2 separate regions of the Mus musculus genome follow, and region 1 is linked to region 2. A link is a contact called in public Hi-C data. All regions are on one chromosome and are shown on one strand. Each heading gives the region's core, a stretch centred on a gene start, on an enhancer-like site or on the middle of the called end of the contact. The rest is flanking DNA. Distances are from core to core; before and after follow the strand shown.

Region 1 (4,099 bases), core at 932-3,431, 300 kb before region 2:
CAGAAGTGAAGTGGGTCTTTACTCTTTTTTGTTTGTTTTTGTTGGGGGAGGGGACGCCTGTAAGATCTATTTTCTTTCTTTCTTTCTTTCTTTCTTTCTTTCTTTCTTTCTTTCTTTAAGTTAGACATTTCAGTATCAATAAGGAAAATTCCTTATTCACTCCTCTACGTATAAAACTCCCGGGTTTCATGGTTACAGTTTTAGAAGGGAACTGGGAACTGCGCCTTTACAGACCATATCTGCTCTTTTTTTTTGAGTTTGTCAAGATGTGATCAAAATCTCCGCCCCATTAAGTTCTGTAAATATCTCACTTCCTTCCTCTCTCCCCTGGCTTCTCTGCCTTTGAAGTCTATCCGGGAGCAGAGCGAGCGATTTGTAACTTCTTGTCTCTGACAAGGCTTGGAAGCGCACATCTGAGGATATGGCCCTGTTGTCAACTCTGTTAAAAGTCCTGTTTCGGAAATCCTCCCAAGTCCGGAGCTTTCCACAGTCGGAAACTGCACTGGCTGAGATTTCCTTCTGTTTTTACATTGTCTCTGGCATCTTTGAAACGAAGAAGGATGCTTTGGCATTTTTGTGTGTGCGCGGTTTTGTGTGGGGGGCGGGGCAGAGAGCTTCTCAAACACACACTAGGAAACTTTACGCAGCTCTTTTCTTAATATCCCCGCTCCTCTCTGAGTAATCAGTCACAATGAAGTGAGTAAGACGCAGGTGTATCCTCCCGGAAGGACTTGCTATTCTGCATAAAGCTAATAGTACTAGGCTCAAAGGGGACTCTAGGAGAAAGGAACACTAATAAGGAGTGGGCCGAATGGTCCTTATGCTTCAACAAACCTATTCAAGGTTTGTATGAGAGGAAAAATAAATACATACATACATAAATAAAAAGAATTAGGTGAAGTCGTTTACCTAGAAGTGGATGGTTGGAAAATCCATGTCAATGGTGGAAAAGAAAAATTGGGAGGGGTGTGAATAAACCCAGCAGACCTGTTTTTGCCAGGCAGACAAAGGGGTCTTGAAGGTGGTGAACCCGCGCGTGGGAACTCCTGGGAGAGGCGGAGGCTGGGGCTTGCGAATCGAGGCTCTTTGTTCCCTTCAGAACTGATTGGGTTCCAAGGAGCCGGCGCTTAGACAAAGCGGCCAAGCTTCTACAGGACTCCAGTGGTTTGGGACCCTAGCGAGCAGGAGTGGGCGTGGTGATGAACACTATGTCCAAACCCTGCAAAGGAGTCATTCCCTTGCTCGGATAAATTGCCTCCAGGAAGGAGGCCTGTATCCCGGGTGCCCCAAAGGAAAATATCAGATCCAGGACACTCCACGTTTCACAGTGACATTTATTCTCTGGCCTTTTTGGAAATCAAGGGAGGGTCTGCACAGCCCTGGCATCAGAGGAGCTGCAGCCCCACAGTCACACAGCGACTGGGTTAGCTCTACTGAGCTGTGCCTCCGCACCCTTTGCAAGCTGAGCTGCCAGTTCTTTCTTCCCAGTTCCTATGAGAAGGCTTGAGGCCAGCGCTTGAGTTATCAAAACAGGAAGAGAGGTGTACCGGGTGCCGTGCTGGTGTCTACCCTTTCTTCTACAAGAACTAGTAGTCAGAGCAGGATAATGAGAAGACTGGTGTGTGTGTGTGTGTGTGTGTGTGTGTGTGTGTGTGTGTGTGTGTGTGTGTGTGTGTGTTTCGTGTGTGTTTCGTGTGTGTTTCGTGTGTGAGCATCATTTCAGAAAGAAGTAAGCCTGCCTTCATTTGTGACAGTCAAGCAAACAAACAAACAAAAAAATTCACATTCAAAGCTCCTCCTCTTTAATTAAAGCCCGCAACTGCAGCTTTTTTGAACAAGGCAGAGACAGGGTTGTGGAGACAGTCCTCACCCACGTGCTGGAGAAATCCTGACTGCTCTGGGCTTCCAGACTCAGGCACAGGGTGGGGCCAGTGTTACCAAGAGCAGTGCAGGGTAGCTGGGGTCTCTGGATGTTCATCCCCTTTTGGCCTGAATGAAACGTTCAGGGGGGTGACCTGAGCACATGATTTCTTTCAACTCCCTAACAGTGCCTCTGGTGGAGCACTTGATTCATCAGCTAACCCACCATCTCGTCTCTGTGCAAGCTTATGGGGAGGCCAGTTTTGAAATGACTTAAAGAGTAAAGGGGCCCTGAAGGCCAGATCAAAACTTCATTTAAAAGTGAGACCATAGAGGCAGGCTACAGCCTTTGGGGGGCACTGCAAGCCTTACAGGCTGGCAGTAGCTCCAACCAAGTTCTTTAATCTTACATTTCTCTGAGTTCAGAGTCCCCAACACCATGAATATTTCCCACTAGATAGGAGGTTTCTCTATCCAACCACTTCTTCTTTAGCAGAGTCCCCACGCACAGCCAATGGAGCATCACTCACTCTTCAGCATCAAGCACTCATTGTACACAGAAAGGAAAGTAGTAGCTGAGAAAGGTTGCCGTCCTCTATTTCTGGAGGAACCTTAGCAGTGTGTTCAACAAGAGTAGGGGATTACTCCCTACAGTGTGAGTGACAATCACTGACCACCTGAACCTGCCATTTCCTTCTGGATAAACTTTATTGATAGACGGATTTTGTTAATGCATCTACATCAGACCACTGGTAGTATTAAGTGGATCGTTCTTGAGTTACTTTCTCCCACAGGCTTTTCACTACTTTTTCACGTTTGGCATACTCACCAGAATATACTGGAAATGGCTTTTAAGATTCCCACATGCACAACTACTTGAGCAAACCTTTCTAGTGAGGAAAGAATTTAAACATGTGGCAAAGTTAAATGATATATAGATGCCAATTTTGGTGAGACTCCCTGAAACTTACTTGGCAGAACTACAATGAGACTTCAGTATAGTTATCCATGTCTTTTTTTCTCCCTTAAGGCTCCTTACATTATATTACTAAACAATCAACAGTTTTGAATTTTGCCATGTATAAGGTTGATAGTAAAGCTGAACACCCAGTGCTGAGATTATAACTGCACAGAAAAACTCACTTTTAAATTGTTTCAAAGTAGAAGATGGGTTTGTAAAACAGTATTCCATCTTTTGCCCTTTAATTCCCAGATTAATTTTTCAATTACACTACACTATATCTCATCTTTATTTGTTTGATACTTTGGGAATAAAATATAGAATTGCTCCCTGCTTGAGTTCAGACTTAGTTTGACTCAAGTCTTTTGTTGATATGTTTTTTTTTAAGTTTCAATTAATGAAGAAGCTTAATCTAGTCACATTCATTCCACAGCTAAGTAATCAGTATCCTAAAATACTAAGATACTGAGACCTAATATCCAAAAGTGTATTTAATCACCTTTGTTGTGTATCTCAGAATTGACAATATAAATTATTGCAAAGGCAGAAACTCATACCAAAGAGAAAACAATAACAAAAGATTGTAGATGTTAACAGGCATAAGTACAGATATTCCTCAGAGTGGGATCTTGTGCAAGATCATCTTTGTTGAATTTCACAACACCATAGGAGCAGAAACACTATCAAATCACATTCTTTAGTGCTGAGTGATTTCTTTGATGTCTTTTGTTTCTTCCCTTTTTAAAATTGCATGTTGAATGTTTTGTAGATATTTCTATGCAAAAAAGTGTTTTCAATGTAGCTGTTCAGAGGTCATGTCCAAAGTAGAATGAGAAGCAAACAGTGGGTGGCAATATTCTTCATGCCTTGAATTCATGGGAAGGGAATCTTTCTTCAGACAGTAAAACCAAGATCGTTTACAAAAATATCCAACAACAAAAAAGTATGCTTTATAGCGTGAGATGATTCCTTTGAGTGTAAAAGAGAAGTTTGACTACTAGTGCTCATTTTCATTCAAGGTTCTTTCCAATGATAAAAGCCTGACCTATGGCCAATCACCAATTTAATAGAAGCTGCTCAAATGGGGAAGTACCAGTCTTCTCAGAATATGCATTTGTCCTGTTAACATTCCATAGGACTAACTATATCATCATAAAAACCATTGTACATGTAGAAATTATATTCATCATTAATTGCCACAATACTATATCAATTTTAAAAATTCAATTGCATGAATAATTTTAACACCATAAAATATACTAGGTCTCAAAATTATTA
Region 2 (4,163 bases), core at 744-3,243:
GCTAAAACTTTACAGGGTCATTTAGGAAGGGGGATCAAGTTCAAAAAGTAACCAAGGAGCTAAAGGGATCTGCAACCCTATAGGTGGAACAACATTATGAACTAACCAGTACCCCCCAGAGCTCCTGTCTAGCTACATATGTATCAGAAGATGGCCTAGTTGGCCATCAGTGGAAAGAGAGGCCCATTGGTCGTGCAAACTTTATCTGCCTCAGTACAGGGGAACACCAGGGCCAAGAAGTGGGAGTGGGTGGGTGGGGGAGTGGGCGGGGGAGCGGGTGGGGGACTTTTGGGATAGCATTGGAAATGTAAATGAAACAAATACCTAATTTAAAAAAAAAGAAAGAAAAGAAAAAGAAAATGCCCTCATCAAATTGGCCTATGGGCAAGCCCATAGTGCATTTTTCCTGATTGATGGCTGATAAAGGTGGGCTCAGCTCACTGTGAGTGACTGCTGATTCTAGGCTCTATAAGAAAGCAGGCTCAGTAAACCTTGGAAATCAAACCAGTAAATAGTACTCCCATGTGACTTCTCTATCAGCTCATACCTCCAGGTTCCTGCTCTCATCAAATTCCTGCCCTGACTTCCTTTAGTGGTGAACTATTACCTGGAAGTGTAAGCAAAACAAATCCTTTCCTCCCAAGTTGCTTTTGGCCATGGTGATTATTATTATTTTTAATCATTTCTTTTTGGGTTTATTTTTTTGAGATTATAATTATACCATCTTCCCTTTTCCATTTCTCCCACCAACTTTTTCAACAAACCCCTTCTTGCTGTGTTTTTCAAATCCATTTTGGTTTTTCGTTTTCTTTCTCTTTTTTTTCTCATTAATTGTATAACTACAAAAAAAAAAGAAAAAAGAAAGAAAGAAAGAAAGAAAGAAAGAAAGAAAGAAAGAAAGAAAGAAAGAAAGAAAAAGAAATGACCAAGACAGTAGGTATGAAGTTAAGGAGTGGATTATTACAGGGGATTTACCAAAAACTACTCTACTCTGATGATAATGGCATTCCCAAATCCTAGCAGCTATCAACAGTCAATAAAACCTTTCTGCCATCGGAGACTGGACTTGACAGACACATTCTTCTAATGTCAGAAGAAGCTAGCCCCTGCTTCTATGCAAAGGTCTCATCATTTCCAGAAGCCAGCATTCCCCAGCCCTCCCCCTCCCATCATCTCGCTCTTACATTTTTTTTTTTCTGCCCTCACTTTTATAATATTCCAGAAGCCTCAGATGGGGGCTGACATAGATCCCCATTTAGAGGTGAGCAGTGATGAATCACTTACTCACAGCACTGTGAGCAGCCACAAGTCTATACGTGTGTGTGTGTGTGTGTGTGTGTGTGTGTGTGTGTGAGAGAGAGAGAGAGAGAGAGAGAGAGAGAGAGAGAGAGAGAGAAAGAGAGAGAGAGAGAGAGAGAGAGAGAGAGAGAGTAAAAACAGAAGGAAGGAAGGAAAGAAGGAAGGAAGGAAGGAAGGAAGGAAGGAAAGAAGGAAGGAAGGAAGGAAGGAAGGAAGGAAGGAAGGAAGGAAGGAAGGAAGGAAGGAAGGCAGGCAGGCAGGCAGGCAGGCAGGCAGGCAGGCAGGCAGGCAGGCAGGCAGGCAGACAGGCAAGTTTGTCTGAAGAAGGATGGGGTTGCCCCCTGCCTGTGAGAAGAAACAAAACCTTTCAAGAGTCAGTTTGACAATGTGACCTCTCAGCCTTGGGCTTTTGACACATTCAAACTCTTAAAATCATATATTTTTGCTTATATTTTCTTCAGAAGAACTAATTATCTCATAAAGCCTCTCGCCTCCAGGACTATGGGTTATGCCTATTTACCCCCACAGATTTGGGGGCAGTAATGAAGGGTAACTCTGACCCAGAACTTTTCTGACTTCAGAAAGCAGAAGATTGAGACAGACATTCTCTGGAAAAGTTTTGATCCTGTTAGCTTCAGGCTCAAGCGTCATATTCGTCTTCAACATGACTAATACTGCGTTCCTTAGCTGTGTGATTACCAAAATTAGTCATAAAAAAAAAAAAAAAAACAGTTAAAAGCAAGTGAAACTAAAGTATTTGCTTAGGTTTCCCCTTAGTAACAATTTTATTTATTCAGTGACATAAAGAGTATAGAGAATGCTACATTAATTGGTTAGCCAGTTCTCACTATTAAAGAAGGTGTTTCATGACACACAGCAAAACATAGTACTGTGGCTTTGGCTAGGTCAGTAGAGCTCATTCAAGATAAAAAAAAAAAAAAAAAAAAAAAAAAAAACCAAAAAACAAAAAACAAAAACAAAACCATTGACAGAATTTTTTTTTCTTTTTTAAAAATTTTTATTAGGTATTTTCCTCAATTACATTTCCAATGCTATCCCAAAAGTACCCCATACCCCCCCTACTCCCCTACCCACCCACTCCCACTTTTTGGTCATGGCGTTCCCCTGTACTGGGGCATATAAAGTTTACATGTCCAAGGGCCTCTCTTTCCAGTGATGGCCGACTAGGCCATCTTTTGATACATATGCAGCTAGAGTCAAGAGCTCCAGGGTAGAAAGAATTAATTTGAAGAAAAAAAAGTACCTAATTTCTAAATATTAAAGTTCTAAATCTTTTTTTTATATTTATTTATTTAAAAATTTTTTATTACGTATTTTCCTCAATTACACATCATTATCTTTATCATTAAAACAGGAAAAGATAGAACAGGCCTTGGTGACTCAAGCCTTTGGTTCTAGCACACAGGAAACAGACGCAGGCATATCTCTTGAGTTTGAGAACAGTACAGCCTACATAGTGAGTTTGAGGACAGCTAAGTCTACACAAAGAAGCCTTGTCTTGAAAAACTAAAAATAAATAAATACAGTTTAAAATTTAAAAAATAACTAAAACAAAATAACAATAAAATTAATAAAAGTAATTAGAAAGGTATGATAGACAGGACAAACAAACATCTTTACAACAAGAGTTGAAAGTTAGATGATTAGAAATAATTATAAAGCTTGAATAAAGTGTTAGTTCAGAAGAAAAAAATGTATATTCATATTTCTAACCTATCACATCCCCTCACAAAAAAGAAAAGAACACAAACACGTGTTGAGCTTTGCTGGATACTTGCCAAGGAGATAGGAGTGGCAGGTGTGAAGGGAAGGGATAAAAGGACATAGGGGAGGAGGGGAGATTTAACTTAAATGTAACTGAATATAAAATACTACCACAAAGGCTAAGGAGATTAGCACACTGCTTTTGAGCACAAGTCTGAATATCTTTAGTGAAAAACTGTGTGAGGATCAAAAAAGAATGCCTAAGAATCTCTCTCCGCAACTTTATTGCTAGTCAAAGGGTTGGTTTATTTAAAAATGCGGTGACAATTCAAAACCATTTTGTCCACATTGTAAAATAAGGAAAATAGTGAGCTATTGTTAATAGTGACCAAGAGATTTCATTTTAACAAATAGGAAGTGAGAATAAAAAACTAAATAATGAAAGTAAAATCTTTTCTTGTTTTGTTAGAGATGTCAAAATATACTTGTGATACATATTTTTAGAACAATTTGGAGACCTAAAAGATTCAATTCCTCTAGGAACAATGAGAAGCTCAGTTATGGTGTCTACCATGTACTTGGCTAAATGAAGCAGGGCTAGTGGACACATTCTAAGATTAAAGCAGAGAAACGCAACACAGGACTTGAACTTTTTCAGCTGTTGGAGAAAATAGGATGTTTAATAGGAAGTGCTGTACAAATGACAGAAAAGTCAGTGGGAGAGAACCCCCACTGCCCAAGGATAGAAAAATTAGGGTCTTAAGTGACAGGACTTAACATATAACAATAGTAAATGAAAATCTGAACCACATAGTGACATTAGAGGAAGAGAAGAGCCAAAGTTATGTTGTTCATAGGCAGAGCACAGAGATAGTTAAACAGCAACATAAAAGTTACAAAGCCTAGATGCAGACATTAATCCATATCCAGCGCATATCCATGAATCCATCAATTATTGAAGATATCCAAAGCTCTACTTGTCACATTTAATACTCCCCAAAAAATAAAACGTTAAAAACTATCTAAGTTATAAAATGGTCACAAAATAATTATATGGCATTCAAAATCAGTTATGTTTCCAACTGGAAAAAAATACTGAACTCTGAAATAGATTACTATAAAGAAATACGATTTAAATG

What was found. A called contact is a pair of places that touch in the nucleus more often than the background predicts.
Region 1: a Hi-C map of the Ba/F3 cell line shows a contact between it and region 2, with 2.8 times the contacts expected there. The contact joins two enhancer-like sites. A contact is called at or near these places in 3 of 39 promoter capture datasets (the HPC-7 cell line, hippocampal neurons and pre-B cells), 2 of 15 datasets of contacts at CTCF or cohesin (large pre-B cells and pro-B cells), 4 of 484 Hi-C or Micro-C datasets (the Ba/F3 cell line, the HPC-7 cell line, Th1 cells and 1 more), 7 of 115 datasets of contacts at active chromatin or transcription factors (the 230-238 cell line, the SCID.adh cell line, large pre-B cells and 3 more) and 2 of 9 other capture datasets (macrophages and pancreatic islet).

What each region holds. Positions count from the first base shown.
Region 1 is chr1:95,662,588-95,666,686 of GRCm38.p6, reverse strand. All of the region lies in intron 1 of St8sia4 (ST8 alpha-N-acetyl-neuraminide alpha-2,8-sialyltransferase 4), which reads left to right. Among named protein-coding and RNA genes, the nearest start is that of St8sia4, 3.0 kb to the left of the region's middle. Within about 2 kb of position 2,181, at least 53 of the 459 cell types and tissues checked have an H3K27ac peak or open chromatin away from gene starts, as enhancers often do. A contact at or near this core is called in the Ba/F3 cell line, where this site is marked.
Region 2 is chr1:95,365,766-95,369,928 of GRCm38.p6, reverse strand. No RefSeq gene overlaps it. Among named protein-coding and RNA genes, the nearest start is that of Fam174a, 54 kb to the right of the region's middle. Within about 2 kb of position 1,993, at least 6 of the 459 cell types and tissues checked have an H3K27ac peak or open chromatin away from gene starts, as enhancers often do. A contact at or near this core is called in the Ba/F3 cell line, where this site is marked.